Regions from separate parts of the Salvelinus alpinus genome. Here region 2 is linked to region 1. A link is a contact called in public Hi-C data. All regions are on one chromosome and are shown on one strand. The core of a region is the stretch at or near the end of the contact, and the rest is flanking DNA. Distances in the headings are between cores, read along the strand shown. Region 1 holds the start of LOC139578512 (transcription factor Jun-like). Region 2 holds the start of LOC139578515 (peroxiredoxin-6-like).

Evidence for each region. A called contact is a pair of places that touch in the nucleus more often than the background predicts.
Region 2: a Hi-C map of red muscle shows a contact between it and region 1, with 7 times the contacts expected there. The contact joins the promoter of LOC139578515 here to the promoter of LOC139578512 in region 1. A contact is called at or near these places in 2 of 3 Hi-C or Micro-C datasets (muscle and red muscle).

What each region holds. Positions count from the first base shown.
Region 1 is chr6:29,650,351-29,656,201 of SLU_Salpinus.1, forward strand. LOC139578512 (transcription factor Jun-like) reads right to left here and starts at 2,941. Exons shown (of 2, transcript XM_071406213.1): 1 at 2,563-2,941; 2 at 827-2,455. The coding sequence starts at 2,407. The coding sequence ends at 1,526. LOC139578513 (a long non-coding RNA gene) reads left to right here and starts at 3,188. Exons shown (of 4, transcript XR_011675566.1): 1 at 3,188-3,406.
Region 2 is chr6:29,826,839-29,832,689 of SLU_Salpinus.1, forward strand. It overlaps LOC139578515 (peroxiredoxin-6-like), which reads right to left and starts at 3,188. Exons shown (of 5, transcript XM_071406216.1): 1 at 2,641-3,188; 2 at 1-41. The coding sequence starts at 2,732.

The DNA of each region.
Region 1 (5,851 bases), core at 1,691-4,190:
AATTCAATAAAAATGTACTTTATAGTTTCCTGAGCCATAGCAGTGTGTCAAGCATGCCCTTGAGGCCTGTGAATGTAGGCCACTTTACAACATACAGTATCTGTGTTAGTTTTACCTTGTTAGATGGTGAGACTCAAGTGGACACGAGGCATAAGGTGGAGCATCTAATGTTGCATTCTATACACTACTGGCCTACATCCCTGCTGTAGAGGTTGACCCTATAACCACAGGTCTAGGTTCAGAATACTCAAGCGCAAAGACTTCCCCTTCAGCAATTTTTTTGTTTTACTGTTGAAAAGCAATATTCCAAGTATACAGTAAAGTACACACACTTAAGAGTAAAAAATATATATGGTTTGAGCAAAATCGTGTTTTTTTTTTAGACAACTGCAAACTTCAAGTTGGGCATTCAATGAGTTGGTCTGATGGGAATCTGTGATGTCATCGGCCTCCCCCCTTGCTTGAGGAATAATAGAGGAGAAACAAAAGAAAGCCCTCCCCCTACTTGTGCAATGTCATGTCTTACCTACTGAGATGTGCCTTTTGTTAAGTATAATTTGGTGTTGAATGAGGTGAAAAGGAGACTGGAGTGCCATTTTAACCATTAGGGGATGACTACACATCTGACCCCGGAACAGCAGTTAGTGCGCTGTATTGAGCTAGAAGGGCCATTGACTCAATCACTAATGAAACTCAATAACATCAGGATCAATAAGGCACTCCCTTCAGGTACAGAGAACTGGCTGCTCTCAAGATGTTGGAACGTGTTTTAGTGCACACACACCCACTCACACATGCACGCACAGAGAACACAAGAGGCATTGTATTCAGTTCAGATGGTTTATTACATTTCTTAAATATCTATTTGTTTCTGAAGTGCTCATAAAATGAACAAACAGATACTGTATTTTTTTATTACAAATAGTAAATGTAAGTACTCCAGGTTGATCTTATATACAGATAATAACAATGAACCCCATTAAAAAACAAGTAACTCTTGAAATGTTTGTTTTAACTCAATATAACTAAGAATAAAAAGTACATTGTAAGTCAGAAGTTGGGCAGCTTTTTGTAATCTGTTTAGAGTACACACCCTCTCCTTTGGCGCCAGGCAGTTTTAAATTCTCTACTGCACTTTGTCTTTCTTCTAATACTGAATTACACCGAAGGGCAATGCGTAAAAGCACAGCTTAGTCAAGGCCAACAAATTTCAAGTCAATTAAAAACACGAACCAAAACATCCATTTGTCCTATTTGCTGCTGTTTCTTTCTCTATAGTGCACCAGCGATTTTTATCGCGCGCTCTGCTCTGTCCCGAGCCCCAACTCCTCCGTGCAACAGTGTCCTGCGAGGCACCTAGTAAGAGGCAACCAGCCCCGGTCCCCTCCCACCAGTCTCGTGCTGTTACTGTCCCGTTCACCCTGTCACAATGCCACGAAGACACAGCCAGACAGTTAATTATAAACGATTTGTCCTTTTCGTTCAAAATCTTTCTCTCTATTCTTCTCCAAGTGTCCTCTCCTCCTCAGAAGGTCTGGAGCTGCTGCGTCAGCATGAGTTGACAGCCGCTGTTGACATGGTTCATCACCTTCTGTTTGAGCTGGGCGACCTGTTCCCTCAGCATGTTTGCTGTGGAAGCCAGGTCGGAGTTCTGAGTCTTCAGATTCTTCACCTTGTCCTCCAGCCGGGAGATGCGCTCCAGTTTCCGTTTCCTGCACTTGGAGGCGGCGACGCGGTTCCTCATGCGCTTCCTCTCGGCTTTGATCCTCTCCTGATTCTCCATATCGATGGGGGAGAGAGGGGGGGTCTCCCCAGGCATCTCAGGCACCGTCTGGGGCTCCTCTTTCAGGGCAGTGAGCCTGGGATGGGGGTGAGACTGCTGCCCATAGACTGGGAGCTGTGGCGGGGCAGAGGGAAAGCTCATAGCTGGGGCTGAGGTGGTGTAACCCAGGGCTGAGTTGGTGGTGATAGCCGGGGTGAACGTGTTCAGGTCTTCGTAGACAGGCGACTCAGAGCGCATGGTCATGTTGTTGTTATAAACACTGCTCCCGGTCAAGGCAGAAACAGGTGGGAGTATTGTCGGGTTGTTGATACTTGTCTGCCCAGCGGATGTGACTGGGACCCCGGGTGCATTGGGCAAGACGTGTTGATGATGGAGCTCCGCCAATGCTCTAACAAATCCCTCGGCAAAGCCCTCCTGCTCATCGGTTACGTTCCTCGGGCAGAGGAACTGAGTCGGGGTAGGTGTGGTGGTGATCAGGCCGTTGCTAGACTGGATGATGAGCCGCTCCAACTCTGGGGAGGCCAGTTTAAGGAGCTGCACGTCAGGGGAGGTGAGGATGTCGCTGGCTTTAGCCCGGAGGTGAGGTTTGAGTGTGCTGGTTGGGTCGGCCAGGTTCAGTGTCATGCTGTGTTTCAGTGCTTTGGGGTTGTATCCGTAGTCCGGTTTCTCATGCTGGGAGAAAGAGTTGAGCGAGTCATCATAGAAGGTAGTTTCCATCTTTCTAGACATAGAAGATAAACCAAAAACTATGTTAGAAAGTTCTCTCGTAGGCTACTCACACTGACAGAGAAGTATGTTTCTGCCCTCTCTCCTTCTTTCAGTTGTACAACTCGGAGAAAAGTTTCTTACTAGGTCGGGAAATCCTTATAACCTCCGAAGCCGAAACATGAGTCTCTGGAATAGAAACGTGCCGCTACACAAATGTAACAACTTGCACTCCTGCTTGTAGCCTACCGCGCAAACAAATACAATATTCAGCTGCAGCGATATTTTCAGAATGATGTATACATTCTTCAAAGTCCTTCTTTCGCTTCTGTTCACCGTTCTCAACGGTCTCAGAATGAGACGCTCTAGGTGCTATAACTTGCTACAGCTCCCCTGTTCACAGTACACCTCCCTGGCTCTCTGTGTGTATACTGACTCTTCCAGCGTGGAGGCAAAGCTTATCTGCAGCCACGGCCTCTAAAAATAGACATGATGTCACCTCTGCACTCTCCCATTGGCTGCTGGCGATTTGCGGGGCGTTCTCTAATGTTTCAGATCAGGCGTGTTGCCTAGACGACCACCCAGAAGATTCTCAGTCTCGCGGTGGCTGATGGGATGAGGTAATAGAGTGAGGAGATGAAGCGCGGTGCATTGTGGGATGACGTATTGTTTTTGAATATCTGGTTACCCGCTTAGCACTCCGCTTCAAGACAGTAGTGGCGGGATAGACGACTGTGTATTCTCAATTCTTAGATGCATGTTATCCAATCGAAATGTATAGGTCTATGCTGCATTATGTAGCATATTATTCCACAGAAAATAAACTGCCCATAGGCTATGTTTTGAATTGAGATTCAAATGAATTTCTGCTAGACAGACTTCCTCTGCCTCCAGAAACTTTGCATGATCAGCCCAGAGGTAATTGGCTACTGTTTTATGATCCATACAAATAATATGTTTGAATAATTGTCTAGATGAATGTCATTGTTTGTTTGATTGAATTAATAGCCCAGGGCCGGCACCAGAACTCATCAGTTGGACGGGCATTCTATAGGCGGGACGTTTTAATTCACGGGACCTCCTGTGTGCAATAATTTTGTTAATGGGTGTTATAATTAAGACCATAGGCAGCTCGTGAATTTCAAGTTTGGGGAAGCTTACAATTTATCCTACCATTTCTACATATCTGCGTGCCGGTTATGATTATTTCTAGATGCGCATTTTCATGGAATAGTTTAATTTCAATAATAAGGCTTTCCTTTCTCAAAAGTATTGTCACGTGCTTAATCATAAAAATCTGAATTGAAATTATACGAATCTTAAAGTTAAAATTCACCTAAAGCAAGAAAGTGCACCAGCCTCAGCCATATGGACACATTGATACACCTTGATCCATTGGTGGCTAAAGAAATATGCGCAATGAACTCAGAGATCGCATATAGGCCAATGCAGCAGTAGGCCTTTAACTTCTAATGTCAACTAAGAAAAATACATAGACCTAAAGCCGGCAAATAAAAATATTATAAAATATCCTGATTTAAAAGGATGGTTGTTTCAATTGCATTAATCTCTACAGCGCCTGTCGGCCTTTTCTATCTGTCTGGACTTGAGCTATCACTGGTGAAGTGCAGTATTGTATCAAGTCAGGCTCACCTGTCCCTCAACAATATCGACAAAACTACTAAATGATGGTTATGAAAAACAATTAAACAATGCATGTGACAGAGTTGGTGGGAGACAGCTGAGCACATTCTGGAGAGCTGAGTGCAAGCATTCTGGAGAGAGACGGCCATATCTTCGCCACACACCCCTCCCCTTCTTGTCTCAACATTAATTATACTCAAGACACATTATTTTCACTCATTTTAGACGCTTTTCACTGACAGCCACATCTCAATAATCAGCTAGGCCTATTGCCACGCGCGCTGCCCAAATACACATAGGCCTATGCACTTGTGATTTGAAACAATCCACAGCGTTTTTTTTTAAATAAGCAAATGACCATCTGTGGCAAAGTCAAGCTCTCTGTTAAAGTATTTTTAATTAAGTTATTTATACAGGAGTAATTATATAATTTTGGCAAAACATACATTTACTTTAGGGGATACTAGCATCCGAGCAGTGCACGGTGCACGCCAACTTTATTTTGTAATTCGCAAGTAGCTGAAACCAGAGATCTCTATATAATGACGAGATGCTCATGTCTCCGCCCTAACAATGTGAGTCATTGTCCTAAAGGCGGGAATGCTGGCGACAAACTTAGGTCTGCATATTATGACCATAGAAACCCAGTGGCCTTATTCAGGACAGATTCTCACAGAGTGAGCCCTCTCGCTTCGCCTCTTCCTCTCTGCTGAAACTTGTGAGTGAAACAGCGCCCCTCTGTCTTGCTAAATGTAGCCCATGTATCTGATTCTGTCTGACCAGAAAAGGTATGACATGCCAAACTCCTTTTGAGACAGGGGCTCTGTTTCGCTCGCTCGGATTCTTTAGCTGAGATTGATGCGTCTTTCTATCGGCGCGCGTCTCGGTCAAATAAATGATCAATATTTCAAGATTACTGTCACAATATTGATACTGTACCCACCTAGATATAGGCATCACAGACATGATGATTAATTTAATATATTCCATTACAATGGGGGGATGATTTCCCTAAACCTAACTATAGCTTTAAATACACATTCCAGCTCAAACTCACCTTAGACTCAACCCTAACCCCTACCTTTACATAAACTGAACCCTTCCTAAACCTGACCTTAACCCTAACTCTCGCTTCATCTCAACATCTTGGTTCAACCCTAACCCTAGCCATTACACTAACCCTAACTTCTTGTCCACATCCTGGCTCAACCGTGTTGTGGACATGAAGCTAGGGTTAAGTTATGACAACAGTTAGGGTTTCAATGAATTTTCTGCCATTGTAATCCTTGGGCGTTTTTTTCAGCCCACCTTAATCTGAACGTGTAAAATAAATAAATAAATATATACAGTACCAGTCAAAAGTTTGGACACACCTACTCATTCAAGGGTTTTTCTTTATTTGTACTATGTTGTACATTGAAGAATAATAGTGAAGACATCAACTATGAAATAACACATGGAATCATGTAGTAACCAAAAAAGTGTTAAACAAATCAAAATATATTTTAGATTTTAGATTCTTCAAAGTAGCCACCCTTTGCCTTGATGACAGCTTTGCACACTCTTGGCATTCTCTCAACCAGCTTAACCTGGAATGCTTTTCCAATAGTCTTGAAGGTGTTCCCACATATGCTGAGCACTTGTTGGCTGCTTTTCCTTCACTCTGCGGTCCAACTCATCCCAAACAATCTCAATTGGGTTGAGGTCGGGTGATTGTGG
Region 2 (5,851 bases), core at 1,938-4,437, 180 kb after region 1:
CTGGAGTAAAGTCCCGGGGGTGGGAGAACAGGATACCCCATCTGGAGGAGAGGAGAGTAAGTCTCTGCTGAGGAAAACATTAGGCTAGACAAGTGCGAGTTTTATTTAATCAGTTCACTTTTACTAAATGAGAGGCAGAGTGTCACCATCTGACTATGTGAGGGAAGGTGGAAGGAAAGACTGAAAATCATGCGACTAGTCTCTGGAATGTGTGGTTGACCAATGATGAAACAATGTATGGTAGAGAGTGTGAAGAAAAGAACAGGACAACTAGAGGTTCTGTTTACGCATGCGTTGTAGAACCACACCTTTTTAGCGTCATAGTACATCCAAATAATAGAAACGTAGTCATGGAATACAAAAGCAAGCCCTCTAAACATTGCTCTCCTCCTTTCCCCCACCACTCATTGTGTCAGACTGGGACAGTAAGGAGGTTCGAATTTTTTCCCCAAAGAGCAACAAGTGTTCTTCTGTAAGACAATACAGTTATTGATTGGTTTTTACTGAAGTACCACAATCACTTGCACATCATTCTGTATGATGGCAATAGTTTATAAGAAAGTGTATTAAACCCGTTGCACCGGAAACAGAGCTGTAGCAACCACCAGTGTTTGAGTGGGGGACTGTTGGGGTGTTGCAATAACAGAATAATCTCTGGCTAATCTGTACTGAGTGCCAACACATCAAAATGAGAGGCTTTTAGCTACAGAGTAAAGGAAATAACTACCCTAACAAAACACAGTAAACCAGTTTATCTTGAGATTTGTATAAATTTCAAGTTATATTATTTCCTCTACCACTCCTCCACTCTCCCATCCCTCAATATTGGACCACAGCAACGGCAGTAGAAAAACAAAAATAATTTACTCTGTTCGGTAGAAACTTAAATCCCCTTGAGGGGGAAGTTGAACTTGTGTCTAGTTCTGCACAATCATTTAAAACTGCGGCAGGAAATGCTCGAGTCCCCCCCTCTGGCTGCACCACACACATGGCTTTGCAAAGCCAAAGATATGCAATATAATAATGTGTGTGTGAGAAAGAGCAGCCCAAATCTACCATGTTGGAGGGTCCTTCCCCTGTGCCAACCGTTACCCCTTTATATTCTTCTATTATTTAACTATAGCCATGAATACTGAAGTAAAAGCATGGCCCATGTTAATGATTGAGCTATAAAAACACTGGAATACATTAGGTATAATTGTGCTGTGATAGCACTGCTCCTCCACGTTGGAAGAGTTTTTTGGATCATGCTTATGTAACGGCCAAACCTTTGACCAAGCCAACTGTTTGTCTGGATGTGCGCAAAAGTTTGGGGTCACTTAGAAATGTCCTTGTTTTTGAAAGAAAAACTTTCTTTTTAAATCAGAAAAACAGTGTAGACATTGCTAATGACTATTGTACCTAGAAACTGCAGATTTTTTATGGAATATCTACATAGGCCCAATATCAGCAACGATCACTCCTGTGTTCCAATGGCATGTTGTGTTAGCTAATCCAAGTTGATCATTTTAAAAGGCTAATTGATTATTAGAAAGCCCTTTTGCAATTATGTTAGCACAGCTGAAAACTGTTGTTCTAATTAAATAAGCAATTAAACTGTCCTTTAGACTAGTTGAGTATCTGGAGCATCAGCATTTGTGGGTTCGATTACAGGCTCAAAATGGCCAGAAACAAAGACCTTGCTTCTGAAACTTGTCAGTCCATTTCTCAGAACAAGAATAAAGGCTATTCCATGCGAGAAATTGCCAAGAAACTGAAGATCTCATACAACGCTGTGTACTACTGCCTCTAACCAGAATAGAAAGAGTGGGAGGCCCCGGTGCACAACTGAGCAAGAGGACAAGTACATTAGTGTCTAGTTTGAGAAACAGACGCCTCAATAGTCCTCAACTGGCAGCTTCATTAAATAGTACCCACAATCCTCCAGTCTCAAAGTCAACAGTGAAGAGGCGACTCCGGGATGCTGGCCTTCTAGGCAGTGTTCAGTGTCTGTGTTCTTTTGCCATCTTAATCTTTTCTATTTATTGGCCAGTCTGAGATATGGCTTTTTCTTTGCAACTCTGCCTAGAAGACCAGGATCCCAGAGTCACCTCTTCAATGTTGACATGATATTTGTACTTGGGAAGAAAAAAAAGTTTTATTTTTGGTCGATTTTACAATACTAAACATTGCTATCTGGAAACCTGGGCAAGGTCAAGAGTGTATATGTTAAACAGGAAGGATTTATATACAAATCAAATGTGTCTGAAATAGTGTTTGAATGTGGATTGTGGACAACATATTTTGTAACAAACCGTTGTATAAGCCCGCGTGAAGCCTCGCCTACAGTAGATGTTCGAATTATTCAGATCTGATCTGGGATCAGAGCTTCGCTTTCCATATGAAACTGGTCCTGGACCGGTGCTTAGCGACTATAATTACCATCATGTTATATGACACTTGTGTCTTCAGTGTATGACTAATTTCACACTGAGCTCGTGGCAATGGACATTCAACCAAGTTTGTTATAGTCGTTACACAAACACACCATCAGTAAATTATTAGGCTACTGTTTTCAATTGAGTACGCTGATGCAGTGCAGATACAAAGTAATAGCAGATGATCACACCGACTTGTTTAGCCTACAAAAGTAGCACTTACGAGTTTCCTAAGAAGTCATGGAATTTGATCTTGCCGATGGTTGTCTCAGCTTCGAAGTTAGGGAACACGTCTCCTAGCAGTATCCCAGGCATGGTTCTCTTTCCAGGGCAAGGTGACGAGTATTTTTTTTCTTCTTCGGTGGAGTTTCACGGCGGGTTGCATCCAATATTTATGGTGCATTACCGCCAACAACTGTACAGGGGTAAAAAGGAAACGTAAGCAAACTAAACCAAGCTAGGCAGAGCCAAGCACGAGCTAGCGATATCCTATTGGCCAGTTCTATCATATATCGAAATTTTTCCGTTAGGCCAATAGGCGCGTATGCAATAACTCAATTCGCCTTTGCACTCCTAAACAACGGGATTTAAAAAAAACTTTGCCAAAGGGTAAAGTCTGAAAAACTTAGCCCACTATGTTTATAACATATTGTAGTTTTAGGAATATAAAACAGTATCAAGATCAAATGTTTAATCGATGAGAAAATATGTAGAATGTCGGCCAAAATCCATCTCCTTCCGCCTTCCACCACTGGCGGCCACTGGGCTTCCACATTTGGTAGGGAGTTGAAACGGCAAGCGGATGTTTCACATTTGTACATCCCGTGAAATGTATGTCTCCTCTGTAGCACAAGGCTGCATTCAAAACAAATCTCCCCTAAATCACATTTCCCCATTACATGGTGGAGACTTGCGCTTGAGCCTTTTATTTTTGGTTTTGTTCCACCAGCTTCATTTATTTGGCTACACACGACCCTGAATGGACAACAGGGGAGGGGTTAACATTTCTTACCTAAAATCATCCCCACCTATCGAGGCACAGGTGACTAGTGTAAAGCTTACTATTTATTTTCCCTATTTCATTTTTATATAGTTACATTTTTATTAAGATTAGGCTACTAACCCTAATATAAAATGTATTGCAAACTTAGCCTATTATTGGCTCTGACGTCATAGTATATGAAAAACCAACATCTGGCTGTAAGTTTTGTTCATAATAAGGCCCACACACATTTAGAATGCAGTAAAACTTAAAATAAACGCAGTCTCAAATAGCCGCCTGTCCCTTTTAATAGCCGGCAACGGCACACATTTTAGCAAATAAAACTCTGTTTCAAATAAACACAAGGTCTAAATGAATTGTTTACGAGGTTACCAATAATGACCATGAATTGTTTATGACGTTTAATGTTTTCTTTCTTACATTAAATAATTCAGTAATGACTGGAAAAAATTATGTCTATCATCCATTTTTTAGCGCCAGTAAGAAACTGCTAGCTAGCCATTGGCAGCTGAGAACTGCCAAACAGTCAACAACTTCGGGAATACAGAGTACAGACCCCCAGAAATAATTTGATCGCACTCTAATGGCAAAAGGAAGAACTGACGAAAATACACAGTCAAAGAGGAGAATAATTATTATTGCTGGAAGGGAACGCTGGACTTAAACAATTAAAGGGGAACTACACCCTCTGATTTGGCTTCATTTTTGTGCTTGCTCCCATAGAGATAGATATAGGACTCATCTTTGTATCTGTGCCGTTATGGCGTATGTGGCAGCATAGGCTACGCCATTAAGGCAATCTCCATTTTGAAGTAGTAAATTTTCTTCTTCACGATTGGCTTATCCCACCAGCTTTTTAAAAATTATTATTTCACCTTTATTTAACCAGGTAGGCCAGTTGAGAACAAGTTCTCATTTACAACTGCGACCTGGCCAAGATAAAGCAAAGCAGTGCGACACAAACAACAACACAGTGTTACACATGGAATAAACAAGCGTACAGTCAATAACACAATAGAAAAAAATAAAAATAAGTCCATATACAGTGTGTGCAAATGGCGTGAGGAGGTAAGGCAATAAATAGGCCATAGTAGCAAAGTAATTACAATTTAGCAAATTAACACTGGAGTGATAGATATGCAGATGATGATCTGCAAGTAGAAATACTGGTGTGCAAAAGAGCAGAAAAGTACATTAAAAAACAATATGGGGATGAGGTAGGTATATTGGATAGCCTACAGATGGGCTATGTACAGCTGCAGCGATCAGTTAGCTGATATTTAAAGGTAGTGAAAGAAATATAAGTCTCCAACTTCAGCGATTTTTGCAATTCGTTCCAGTCATTGGCAGCAGAGAACTGGAAGGAAATGCGGCCAAAGGAGGTGTTGGACATGACTACAACAGGCTCACCAGGAGGGATCAGCCAATGAAGTTGGAAGTCCCACCCAGTTAACTACATTAAAATGGGGGAATCCCTCAATAGCACTAACCATGCTAATACAGCCTTTTGGCCACTAGAGGCCTCTGTCATTCTCTATGCTTGCTCCTCAAGAAATGCTGTCTGCAATGACAGAAGCCAAACCTGAGTTGGCTTGGGAGTGTGGTTTGATATGGGTGTTCCTTAGGTGTCCTTACCACCACCAAGATACACCCATCTATCGGAACCTTGCCTGCAGCTGTTCCCCTCCACTCAATCACAACAAACAAACCTCCTGCAGGTTGAGTTAAATAACTACAGGCAGATGTATGGTGAGATGTCAGAGGAAGCCTTGAATAGGTCAGTAGCCTACAGAGTAATATAAGAATGCAATTGCTGAATTTATGTCGATCAAATAAAAAAAATCTAATTTTATTTGTCACATGCTTCGTAAGCAACAGGTGTAGACTAACAGTGAAATGCCCTTCAACAATGCAGAGAAAAACGATAGAAAAAGAATACACAAGGAATAAATACACAATGAGTTACATTAATAAGTAAAAATATATTCTAAACAAAGGATTTTGATAACTTTCAAATGTAGTAACAAGTCCATGTGCAATAAACAACCCTTTACATAATACCATAGAAGAAGTGATCTGCTAATATAACAATGTGCACCTTTCATCTTTCATTGTTAAGAATAGCCGATACAGACACTGTGCCTATTGGCATTTTGTCTAGTGGTAGTAGGGCTACCTTCCCCATGTTCCCTGATCCTGGTGCAGAATACACAAGGTTTGCTCCATGCATGTTTCTGTGAACACATAGTCACTGTTCGATTACCAATGGCAGTTAGGATTGGTAATATCTGACACACAAATAGGCACAACAGGTCAGATAAAACCTACCCAATTATGGTCTCCCCATCAAACGACTGAGGCTGCCGTCTGGCAAAAGCACCTCCTGTCCATCTGTAGAAATAGGCAGAGTTCAGCAGTGACACATGGAATG